Regions from separate parts of the Triticum aestivum genome. Here region 2 is linked to region 1. Evidence: chromatin contacts called from public Hi-C data. All regions are on one chromosome and are shown on one strand. The core of a region is the stretch at or near the end of the contact, and the rest is flanking DNA. Distances in the headings are between cores, read along the strand shown. Region 1 holds the start of LOC123070365 (B3 domain-containing protein LFL1). Region 2 holds the start of LOC123070368 (glucan endo-1,3-beta-glucosidase 14).

What was found. Hi-C and Micro-C count contacts between places; a contact is called where the count stands out from the background.
Region 2: a Hi-C map of leaf shows a contact between it and region 1, with 6 times the contacts expected there. The contact joins the promoter of LOC123070368 here to the promoter of LOC123070365 in region 1. A contact is called at or near these places in 2 of 5 Hi-C or Micro-C datasets (both in leaf).

Annotation. Positions count from the first base shown.
Region 1 is chr3B:461,295,072-461,301,481 of IWGSC CS RefSeq v2.1, forward strand. It overlaps LOC123070365 (B3 domain-containing protein LFL1), which reads right to left and starts at 3,703. Exons shown (of 7, transcript XM_044493552.1): 1 at 3,298-3,703; 2 at 1,468-1,509; 3 at 1,277-1,363; 4 at 1,079-1,179; 5 at 678-724; 6 at 515-591; 7 at 1-419. The coding sequence starts at 3,477. The coding sequence ends at 45.
Region 2 is chr3B:461,639,515-461,646,279 of IWGSC CS RefSeq v2.1, forward strand. LOC123070368 (glucan endo-1,3-beta-glucosidase 14) reads right to left here and starts at 2,621. Exons shown (of 3, transcript XM_044493556.1): 1 at 1,974-2,621; 2 at 1-662. The coding sequence starts at 2,061.

The DNA.
Region 1 (6,410 bases), core at 2,453-4,952:
TTCATGCAGGGTAGTATGGTAGGAGCCAGCAGTTTTACTGGATCTCACATCAGAGGCCCAGACGTTGGGTTGGGAAACAAAGAAAGCCCAGTCCTCTCATCATGGAAATGACTTCCCAGGTTAGCTGAGTTGTTGGCGTTCAGGCCGGGATTCGACATGTCCATACAATCACTGAATGGGTCGAAGAAGTCTGAGTACCTCACATTGGCTACCGGTATCTCTGGCAGAGAGTTGAAAATCCCATCGAACATCTCGTAATTCTCATCAGCTTGTGGCACAAAGGCAGAGATGTCAGCTGGTGGTGGGATTAGAGACACATAGTCATCAACTTCTGGAATTGGCAGAATGGAAGAGATATGCTCGTGGAATTGTGGCAAAGAAGCAACTAGATCATCTCCCGCCTTCTTTGCTCGGATGACCTTTGCATGACACAAAGCAGCATACAGTAAGCAACTATCGACTGCGTGCCAAAATGACTAAAATGCTTAAATAACCAGGAAGAAAGATTAAGTACAAATCGGTTTTTGTCATCGTCTTTGTATATCATGATGAAGTCTCCCACTCGAAGGTTATGGGTTCGGACATAATCCCCTGGGATGTTTAAGGGAGGGAGAAAAATGTAAGAACTTGATCCACAAGTGCAACAGAATAAACATGATGAAAATAAAGGTATTCACCAGTATTCTCAAGTACATACATCCTGCTCTTGTTGTTCGGCCAGTATCTGTACGGAGATAATAAACTGTGTCATTGTAGTGGATATGCTAGACCAAATTAAACATAAATGCAGGGATGTCACTGGAACTAAGAACATTCGTAACATGATTCATATTCACATGTCATACTTCTGATGGTTTTAGAGAAAACTACCTTATCTGATACAATTCATTTCTTGTTACACATGGCAGAGTATTAAAATAAATTACCACCATCATAATCATGCCATCATGCTTTTTTCACAGGAATTTCGTCAATTTTATGGCTGAGATTGTAAAAGTGAGGTACAACAAAGATCATATGGGTACTGTAGCTCATAGCAGCAAACATTAACGCAAAAAAGAAAAACAATTTGTCCAACCTGTACTTGAATGTCCACAGTTGCGCATTTAGCAAATCATGCATGCGTAGACTTCTGCCATCCTTTGATGTCAGAATTGGGAGGTAAGCCTCCGATTCTTTCTGTGCAAAGAGTGTCGAAGACAAGTGTCAACAGTTAGAGAGCATGGACTATGATGGTAAAATGAAGTGTGTAAAAGCTGTTTAAATAAGAACTCACCTTCGGGAGAACAATTCTCCCAAGCTGGCTTATGTCACTATTACGGAGCTCCTTCTGCAGAATAACTCGCAACCCAGCCACTTGATGCTACACAAACATTGTAGAATCTTTTAATACAATGCACTAGTTTGATTAACACTGTTTCCTTTTCTGAAAAAAAATACTTCCTATATGTTTTGCATAAATCTTACATTTGGATCTAGAGCAACTCTATTTAAATCCAGCTCATTTACCTATCACAAAAATACGAATTCATTTAGGGAGCAGGTAGAAAAAATATTAAGTACCACATTAGATGTGTCTATTTCTAAGTTGAAACGGAAATTCTTATTTCTAAGTCAATGATCCTGAGCATTGATGCTTCAACTAACGGAAAATAAATAGCTGCAAATTGTAGATTGTGTACAACTTAGTCAACGTAGAAATGATTATCTTAAGCTGGTGACAAATGTGTAAATAGCAAGTGTCTTAAGTTGTACTACAAATGCCCTCTTACACCAGTTCTTTCCATCATAGTAATAGAAATGATGCTACGTTCACAAAGTTTCTCGCCTCTTAAACAGCTTAAGAACAGCGCAGATAATTTTCATAGCTTCTGTTTAAAATAATCCCTCCGTCCCAAAATAAGTGTTTCAACTTTGTACTAGCTCTAGTATAAATTTGTACTAAGCTCAAGACACTTATTTTGAGTATAAGATAAATCACCCTACAAAGTCCAAATCAAACATGAAAACATAACTAGCACCTGGAAATTGCATTAAGCTCAAAAGAAGTTACTTGGGGCCATTAAGGTTCAAGAACCCCAGTCCCAAGAAACACTGCTACATTCATACCAGATGATCTACCAGTCCTTCCAGTCAGCACACTGGTACACAAGTACACATAATGTATCAGCTAGTATATACTGCCTGACATAATTACCGTTGTGGCCCATGCCCCATCTATGGAAAAAAAGCCAAAAGATTCATTGAAATGAAAAATTCAATTAACATGTGCTGCTATTTCCTGCGATTATTGTGCTGCAGTAAGCTACTAGAGAAAGCACATGTATGGACAATTCCTACAAACTTTGCAGCGCCTCCTGGAAATAGCAATAACACGACATTTGTGGACACAGTAAATGTGCAATGCACATAACAACATTGACAAAAGAAAGTGAGTATGTGAAGGACTAAATCACGCACTTGTAGCTAATACTTAGTGTGCACTGCTGTAATATATATAACCACGCAAGAATTCTTGTTTTTTCTTTTCAAAAAGAGGGGAAAGACCCTCGGCGTCTGCACTGAGTGATGCACACAGTCAGGCAAGTGCTCTTGTTACCCTTGCACATAACTACACTGACATCATGATAATGCGAACCGCTAAGTGTTCTTGTTACACTGAAACTGCAAGATGGGACCTACAGGACATATTCTATCCATGTGCCACATGAGACACGACAGAACATGAGTTCCCAAATCTTACTCTGATTATTAGTTCCCAAACATGGATAATTAGTACTATATGATGAGTTATTGACTGGCCAAAACTAGTACCAGTGAACGGACCATCGACGTCGTAGATCCGACAGAGAAGTACAATAATAACCCCTTACCATAACCTGTTGCCTAGCACTAACGACAACAATCGAGCAAAAAAAAATCAAATGATCACATTCACACCTAAGCACACACCCGTACGCTAGGTCGGTGAAATCTGATCGTGGAATTCAAAAGAAGACCTGCAAAGATCCCCTAGACTCGCAACAATGCACCAATCAAATCGGCAATCGGGCAGATCAGAGCCCCCAATCAACCACAAACGTCAACACCTAGAGGCGCCTCGATCGCTGTCCATCAATCAAAACTCAAAATCCGGGACCAGGAGGAGGAAGGAACGAACGAACGATCGCCCTCCTCTTGCCCCTGGGCCTCCAGCCCGCCACCACGGCCCACCACCTCCTCGGAGATCCCATATATACGGAGGATCAACCCCACCTACACACAGTAGGACGTGGCCATGAATTCCGAGGCACTCACTGGTCGGATCGCCGGCATCCACCGGACGCCGCCGCGGGGCCCGCGGCCGCCGGACCTCCGCTTCCGGGTGACCAGCTGCGGCCGGTACTCGCCGATTCCGTCGCCGGAGGAGGAGGAGGTGGTGGATGCGGAGGGGGAGCGGCGCTTGCTGCTGCTGCTGCTGCTGCTGATGGCGGCCATGCCGGCGGGCCGGGAGGAGGAGGAGGAGGAGGAGGTGAAGGCGGAGGATGCGGCGGCTAGGGTTGGGGCAGCGCGGGGCACATTTATGGGCGAGATGGGTGGGCGGGCGGAGAATCGGAGACGGGGGCGCGGTGCCAAGTGGCAGGCGAGCTCTGAAATGGGCGCAGGTGGGGAGCCAGCGCCCGACGGGGCGATGCCGAGGGCGCGCGGGCGCGGCCAACCGCGCGGGCGCGGCCAACCGCGCGGGCGCAAGGTGGCAGGCGCCGGGTGGGAGGCGCGGGGAGGCCGCTCCTGGCGTTTTTTCCGCATGGGGATTCCCCGCGGGGTTCGAGGCGACTGGCTTGGCTCCCTTGTGAGTTTTGAAATCCGGGGGCCGCCTGGTTTGGGTTCCGTGTTTCGCACTCGGCCTTGCGCTTGCGCTTGCCCGTGGTGGTGGTTGGCTCACTCATCACTGCCGCCCCGCCCCCGCGGGAGCTCTGCTCGTTCACTGGTCGTAGGCTGCGGTGGAGCTTGAAGCGTGGAGGAGGTTCGCCCAAAATAGCCCTGTGGGTGAAGACACTCTTTTGTGACATGCACGATGTTAAATGCCCTGTACAAGGCAGGTGCCTCCACCGGTGCTTCACTTTGACCATGTGCTTCCGCGTTGTTTGCTTCCGGCGCCAATCGGTGCTTCGGGCTTCCCTTGATAATCTCTTGCATGTGTCAATTTGGCCTAAGCACCTGCACGGCATTGAAACTCCCCTCTCATTGGGGTTCTCTCTCCTCCCCATGGTGCTTGTCACCCCTGTGGAGATTTCCAACCCCCCCCCCCTACCATGTCCAATCGCCACGGCTAGCCAGGATCTCTGATCCACGGCTTGAGCGGTCAAGGGGGAAGGATTTTAGGGTTCACCCGTCTGCGGAACACAAGTTTTTCACGAAAGAGATAAGATGAGTGGCTCGGGCTCAGGCTCGGCCGAGGGCAATCTTGTGGCGATGACGAAGGAGCTTGGACTTAAGGAAGATGTCCTGGTTGATGGAGTTGTGGAAGACGATGACGATCTGCCAGAAGAAGCAACCCGGTGGATGGCGGTCACGCGTGTACACACAGACATACCTTATAGCCAATATTGGTTTTACAGGAATATGAGGGTTGCTTGGGATCTGGCGCATGAGGTAAAGATTCGACCACTCAACAACGACCTTTATGTGATGTAGTTTTCATGCCTCGATGACTGGGAACGTGTGATGGATGAAGGGCCCTGGAAGTTCAAGGGGAAAGTAGTGGTGATTTCGTCGTATGATGGTTTCAGTAGACCGTTAACAATTGCATTGGACATGGTAGACATGTGGATCCAGATACATGATATACCAGATGGTTTCTTCCACTTGATCAACTTCCTTGCTGCAAGCCTGCAACAATAGGGGGATTCATCTATGCCGAGCCAAAAGCTTAGGACTTTGAGGGCAACTTTTTCAGAGTTCGCGTGAAGGTAGATGTCACAAAACACCTAAAGAATGTCGTCTCACTCGTTGTCAAGAAGAAGCGTGAAATTTTCAGAGTTAAATACGAGAGGGCGGGCCCCCCAGTGGGGTCCCGCCTAGCGCAATGAGCCTTCTCTGCTGGAACTGCCGCGGGGCTAGTAAACCCACGATAGTTCGTGAGCTTCATGACTTGACAAAGCATCCTGCCCCCTCTATCGTGTGTATTCTCAAAACCCAAACAGAGGGCTCCCCATGCGGAGAGTCTAGATGGTATTTTAGGTTTTAATAAAAGCTATGTTGTCAGTAGCTCTGAGTGGTGGGAATTTTTTGTAATGATTCAGTAAAGGTGGAAGTTATTGGCTACTGTGAGTACCACATTGATGTGACCATTGATGATTTTGGTGATAGTAAAAGCAGAGCAACCATTATTGCATGAATACCTAACAGTGGTGGGCGGAAAAAGTCCAGCAGTGGCGGGCAAGACTCTCAGGGGCGCTCGCCAATGACCTCCCGCCACTGCTAACACGACATCAGTTGCGGGTGAATTGTAGTGCCCGCCACAACTATTGTAGCTAGCCATTGTTGCACTCCTCTCTGTCCGCCACTGCTGCGCATAGCAGCAGTGGCTGGCGCTTTTGGCGCCTGCCACTGGTAGTGATCTAGGCCTATAGAAGAATTGTTGTCGCCACAGCGTTTTTTTGCTTGCCGTGGCAGCATTTTAATGACGCGGTTGACGTATTTTGCACTTGGCCATCACATTGCATTACATCTATAGAATGTTGTCTCATGATTCAAACAATCCTCCACATGCATATATCATATTATAACGTCGATGCAATAATTATGAGTATTAGTGAGGCAAACATATAGTATAAGAAGTGCGACGTAACAAACAAACATGCATGTCTCGACACATAATGAATAGTTTCACAACTATTTTGAAGCAGTGTCTCTACCGACTTGGCTAGTCGCTGGCAATCGATGACCGCAATATATCTTTGACTCAGTGAAGTCGTTCTTCATATGGCTATGGCTAGCAGTGGAACTTCCCATCCTCATTTACAACCTCCTTGTCGATGATTTTGGCGAACACCTTTTGGAGCTACTCATGCTCTCTTAATTATTCCCATGTGTCTATGTCCCTCTTCATCTCCTCAGACCACTTGATGATCTGACTATGATTTTGCAAATATTGGCTTTTCTTTCAAAAGTCATCCATGATGGCCATGACACAGTAGCCAAACCTATCACTGGTGTAGAGGCCTGCTATACAAACGGTTTTCAACCCCTTTCCACGACGGCACTTGGAACCGTCGTCAAGTGAGTGTGGGCGATAGGGGGTCCTTCCCACATGATCCAGAAATCGTCGGGGATAGGCCCTCCTCGCACACAAAATGAGCTCGTGTGCGATCTGGCGAGGCATCGAAACACAATCGTGTCCATTCGTATGTACATCCCACACGGTGAAT
Region 2 (6,765 bases), core at 1,371-3,870, 340 kb after region 1:
GTCGTAGTTGAGCCCCGTGTTGGGGTCGGTGACGCCGGCGTTGGGCTGGAAGAGCACGTAGTCCAGCGGCACGCGCGCCGGGTCGTCCTTGTAGGCGAAGAACGGGTAGCAGTTGATGAGGAACGGGGCCCTCGTCGCCGACAGGAACTTGAGGAACGGCTGCAGGTGCGACACGGCGCCCGGAGCGAACGTGCCGGCGGAGGGCGGGTAGGAGACGCCCATGATGTCCAGCGAATGCGCGGTGGTGACGTTCACGCGGCCCTGCAGGCCGAGCGCCCCGAGCGCCTGGTGCACGGAGTGCATGGCGGGCAGGAGGCTGGCCTGCAGGACGGTGTCGTTGCCCTTGAACGCCTCGTTGCCCACGGTAATGCAGGTGATGCGCGCCCCGGCGTGGAGGTGCGGCACCACGTGCTGCTGGAGCCACGCCTGCGCCACCGTGGAGCTGACCATTGCCGGGACGTGCTCGTTGCCGATGCCGATCACGAACTCGACGCCCGTGCCGAGGAACGCGCGCAGGACGTGCGGGTCGGCGTCGTAGAGCTTCACCTTGCTGATCTTGATCGACCGGAGCAGCGTCGACACCCGCCCCGGCGCAGGGAGGTTGTTGGCGATCTGCCCGTAGTTGACGCCGATGGACAGGGCATTCGCCACAATCACATGCTCTGCAAAATTAATCGTTGGTCCGTGTCATCCATCAGTCATTTCTACACGGTGATCGGTACTATCGCCGCTGTTAATGTGAAATCCATTCATTTGATTCATCATTTTTCATAATTGCCATAAAAACATAGCGATTTATCAGTGTGTCACTGTCAGTTACCAAGCGTGCTTGTGTAGCCAGCACGAACTCATACCGTATGCCATCAGTGCAAGGCGATCGGAAGAAAAGAATCTATAGGTAGTAATATAATACAAACATACAGTTATATTCAGATGGAGATCGAGAGGGTGCGTGATCCAATGGAAGCAAGATTTCACTGGACCACATGGTCAAGTGGTGTGGCTGAACCCTACCAATAACTAATACCACCATATTAAAATCCAATTATTCCAAAATTCCACGTGCATTACTGGTGAAGTGGTGAACCCTTTACTTTCAACTATCGCCCAAGTTGCGAGCATACTAGATTTAATTAGCTGCAGACTGCGGAATAAGAAATGATAAAAGGCAGCCTTTCGGAGAAACTTTGTGGAGAAAGCAAGCACAGCTCAGGACCAAATCAGATGCGCGAAATTGGGAGAGAAAACAATGGAAATGCCAACGCGGGGTAATATATCATACTCCTATATGCTTGTAAAGAATGAGCCAAAGCTGATGCGTTTTGTTTTTTGTCGAATAACAAATCTCAGCGTATCATTTAAAGTTGACACTTTTTGTCGCCGCAGCCACAGTGGGCGGTGCATTACTTGCGGCATGGAGCGCCAAGATAGGGCCGCCATGTCGCCTCAGCTCAGCTGGGTAGTAGCCAAAACCACCAACACCTAGATATGACTAATCTCAGCAGATGCACCTACCAAATAATCAATGACAATTCCAGCAAATGCAACCACTACTGAAGTATAAGTACGTAGCAGCAAGTGGCGCCACTGATCACAAGTCGGCGGTGACGACTTGCAAAACGGTAACCCGGCCAGTTTATTTCCTGCAAATTTGAAAAGAAACCTCGAACACGGGGAGAAAAATATAGGCAAAATCGCGCAATCAGCAATGACGAAGCCAGGAACGAAATGGGTCGCTCGCAGTTAGAGCTCTAGATTGCCTAATGCCTAACACAATCACGACCAGTTAGAGCTCACCTAGATATAAAATGGACGCGCAACTCAGAAGGATCGAGCAAAAGATGGCCGACGATACATTTGACAAGAACAGAGCACGGAGGCGCTATTTCAGCAGTTGGCACGACGCGCAGGAGCTCTCTAGAGCTAAGATTATACTACATGATTTGGCACGCAGAATGGCGGAAGGAACTCACCTGTGAGGAGGACGGCGAGGACCAGGAGAACTCCGGCGGCCGCAGCGACGGGGGAAGCTGCCCTCGACGCCTCCCGAGCTGCCGCCATCCTTCCGATCCAGCCGCGCGCGTTCCAGGACCAGGGAGAAGAGCCAAGCGGGCAGAAGAAGCTAGGTGGAGAGCAAAAGCTAGCAAGGCCTCCCTGGCCAGGTGTGCTGACCTTATGCTTCACCGTCCGCCGTATCTGTGCGTGTGCCCGTTGGCTTGTGTTCTTCTTGGATCACGCGCGCGAATCGAATGGACTGGCGTAGGATTGACGAGTGGCCTATTTAAGCAGCGGGAGGGAGCCTCGGTTGCTCTGCTGCAATGCTGAGAAGCTAGCGGGTGGTGGTGTGGCTTGACTTGTGCGTACCGGTGGGAAGCACGGAGGAAGACGGTGGGAGGCAAGAGGGATATGACAGTGTGCTACTGCTACCTCCGCGTCGTCGGCTGCAGATCTCTGATCGGTCTTCCGTCTCTTTCAGGTCGCAGCTGCAGGAGCACGGCGTTATGCTGCCGGAGGGAAGCACGGTGGAAGCCGAGCTGGAGGTCACGTACTGTCTGTCCCAAGCTTTCCAACCACCCCGTGCGCTTATTTGCGTTGTGCTGCTGCTTGCAGTGCCAATGCATGGTTGTTGGGCTCTGGTGAGGTGAAAGCATGGGCTGCACCAAGAAGATTTGTGAGCAACTGAGCGGGGCATCTCTAACGACCTGTAAATTTCCTCCCACAGAGGACCACTCCGCATACACTGATGTGGAAGGCCACCGTTCAATTGTAGCCGCATACATTTCAAATTCATTTTCAACAAACCGAATGAAATTCATGCAAACAAGCCCGGATTTCATATCATGACGTAGTTCATACAAATCGGATGAAAACGGTTACATTTTGGACATATTTTCAAGTAAAAAGGTAAAACTATGTGCACGTACGGTCGCACGGACCCCCACTTCCACCACACGGATACACTACACTAGCCCATGGCCAGCCGCAACCGATCCGTTTGTCTTTCCCATGTCCGGCAGCCCGCTAACCGGACTGCCGGGAGTCCCGGAAGCATATTCTTTCCCCGTATCTTCCCTATATCCGGCTACGCCGCTCATCGTAGTGGCAAAGAGGATGATTCAGCCGGAGGAGAAGGGTGCTTCCGTGGAGTTCTGACGGGTGCCCAGGATGGTCCGAGATAAAGAAGAACCAGATAGGTAACGACGGTGGCCTTCCTAGGACTCAGGCGGCGGCGGCCTCCCGTGTTCTACTTCTCCTCGATGATGGCGGTGGACGTACTGGCTGCAACCTAGTCGACATCCGCGCAACTAGCTTCTTTCTCTGCCTGCTTGGCGCGGCTACGCGCGTTGACGACGGATGGCACGGTTGCATGCACTGGAGGCGCGGTACGACGCGTCGTCGTCGACGGTGCCCATGCCGCCATGCTCCCCTTCGTGCCTGCATGGAACAATTAGCCACTTCTCCGCGAGCTGGCTTGGAGAGGCGAGTAGCCGAACCACGCGCCGGCTTGGGCGGCAACTTGCTCCGTCGGGCTAGGCAAGGGAGATGGACCAGCCGAGCTGCCTCGCTCGTATCCACCGGGCTCGGTGGGTCATCGAGCCGACTTTTATGCCGGAGAACTGCTCTTCCTGCTCGTCGGATGTCATCGGAAGAGTGGAGAAAATGCTGGAAGGATGATATGGGGAGCGGCAGGGTGGTGCGATTCTTGCCCAGCGTCTGGCCTCATTTAAATAGAGGGCGGACGAGAGGACCTTGCCCGGTGTTGCGTTGATTTAATGCCGACACGCTCATGAACGGACGTGTGGTCAGAGTAGTTTTTTCGTCTTCCACATGGGTTTAATGGAGGCATTTGAATTCAGCAAGGATGCGTACGTGTTCAGCCGGGAGTGTAGCAGGCGGCGCCCTTGGCCGGCGCGCCGTTCAATGGCGTGCAGTAGGCAATGAGAGGTGACGTCCACCCTGAGTCGCCTTTAATGTGAAGCAGCACGCTCTAAGTGACATGAATGCGGGCAACTGGCAACGAGCGGGAAGCGCGCGTGGGAGGGGAAGGCATTTTTGGTGGGCCAGGGCGGTCAGAAGCGGGCATGATAGCAGTCCGAACTCCCGCAAACCTCCCCATGTTTGTCTTCGGTTTGCGGGAGAAAACACGTCTGAAGCACGCCGCGGACCGCTACATGACCACGTTGGATGCTTTTTGCGGTCCGAACAGTGATCCGGACTAATACGGGAGGTTTGCGTGTTGGTTTTGGAGATGCCCTAAGAGCATCTACAGTCGGACGCTCCAAACCAGTTTCATACGCCCGGGCGGGCCGCCCGGACACTGTCTGGTCATGATTTTTTGACCCAGACAGGCTCCATAAAAGGGCCTCAAACGCCCGGACCGACCGGCGCCCCCCATATCCTGCCCAAATATGGTGCGGATAAGGGGACGCCCGAGCGCACCGGGGCATGCCCGCCACATTGGATCCGACAGCCGGACCCCACCCCAAATTGCACCAAATCCATTCCAAAGACCGGTTGGATCCATTTGCTATCTCCTCTCTTCTTCCTCCTTTGCGTCGTCCATCTTGCGCTCCATCGCCGCGCCCGCTCCGCAGCCATTCCCAGGCTCTCCGCTGCCAGCTCCGGAAGAGTCCTCGCCACGGGGACGTCGTTGCCCTCTCGGACGCCACCGTGGTACGTCCGACAATTCTCCGGCTCCGCCCTTGCACTTGGTGTGTTCGACACATTGTTTGACTGGATTTTTTTGTGATTTTGTTATGTAAAACGATGGATTCCGATGCTTCATCGGATGAGGGGTATGGACCGACGGAGCTTGACCAAATTATTCAAGATGGGTTCTTCGATTCGTCGGATTCAGACGAAGAAGTAGACATGATTATCCTCATGAGCGTACAAGAGGAAATAGACCGGCAAGTGAAGCATATTCTCAACTTCAAGGGCTCAATCAAAGGGAGAAGAGGGATCAACCGGGACAGGATGTCCGGAGCAAAACTACTGCACAAGGACTACTTTGTTCCCAAACTTACTTTACCGAATGATCCATGGTTTCGTCGCCGTTTTCGCATGCGGAAACCATTGTTTTTGCGCATTGTAGAGGGAGTGGAGGCACACGACGACTACTTCAAACTCATAAGGATTGCTGCGGCCAACTCTCTTTCTCGGCCAAGCAGAAGTGCACGGCCGCTCTGAGGATGCTTGCACTTGGTACTGCTGTAGATGTCGTTGGTGAGATGGCAGGATGGGAGAGAGCACGTGACTGAAGACTATTGTCAAGTTTGCCTGCGTCGTGGTGGAGGTGTTTGGACCCGAGTATCTCAGAGAACCAAATTCGCAGGACACGGAGAAGTTGTTGGCTATTGGAGAGGCAAGGGGGTTTCCAGGAATGCTCAGATCAATTGATTGCATGCATTGGCAACGGAAGAACTGTCCCAAAAGTCTGCGGGGAATGTATCAAAGTCACACAAGAGAGGCAGTGACATCACATAACTTATGGATTTGGCATGCTTTTTTTGGAATGTCGGGTTCTCAAAACAACATCAACGTGCTTCAACGATCTCCGGCGTTCAGGAGACTTTGCAATGGGGAATCACCGCCATGCAACTACACCGTCAACGCCCGAGACTACAACATGGGGTACTATCTTGCCGATGATATTTATCCTCAGTGGGCGGCGTTTGTGAAAATCATATCCGAGCCATGTGGCCATAAACAGAGCCACTAACAACGCATAAAGCGGTTAGGAAGGATGTGGAGAGGACATTTGGTGTGCTTAAAGCTTGTTGGGGAATTGTGCGGAGCACTGCAATGATGTGAGAATCAGAAACTTTGTAGCAGCTGATGGCATCTTGTGTTATTCTGCACAATATGATTGTCGAGGATGAGGGTGATAGTGTAGCCCAAACCCATGATTTCGAAGCGCCTAGAGAATAAGTTGAAATCCCGGAAGATCAAGATGCGGCTCAGCTGATGAACTTTCTGCAGATGCATCAGAGTCTTCGAGATTAGCAGGTGCACGCGCAACTACTCAATGATCTTGTGGAGCACATGTGGACTCACAATAACAACAAGGAGACAATGTTTGAGTTTGGCACTTAAAATAAACTTTGTGTAAATGCTATTTATGTTTTGTACCAACATGTGCTATTTACGTGCGACATAGACTTATATAAGACGTGCATGTATTTACATGAATTTAAAAGTTTGAATTTAAGATATGTAATAAATACCAGGACGAAAATATGAGGGTCCGTCCGGATACACCCATGGACGTGCTCAGACGCGTTTACGGGTGTTCGAGAGCCCAGATTTACTAGTCCGGGTGTAAATGCTCTAGCAATGGTTGGCGCTAGCAATAGCAAGCAGAGGCAGGCGCGTCGTCGGTGCAGGAATGCGCGCGTGACGCCGATCCGTGTCATCCCTCGTCCGACTGGGTGGCACGTGTGAGCTCTGCTGCCTTGCCTCCTCAGACCCCACTGAAAAAGCGAAAATAGAAGGACCCCCGGATCCCAGATCCGAATCTGGCATTTCTCCGCGATCCAATCCAGCGGCTCAATGGCGGCCGCACTTACCGCATCTGGTCCACATATAGAAGCGTCCTTACGGTTACCTCACCGGCTCGCCATTTCGCCGACAGCCCTGTGCCTCTTGTCCAATGCTCTGTCAAGTCTCACCAATGACGGGTGAATCGATCGTTTCCTAAACAGCAAAGCTGCACATATGGATATGGATGAGGCTCACGAATGCGTGGCACATAATTAAGCTTTT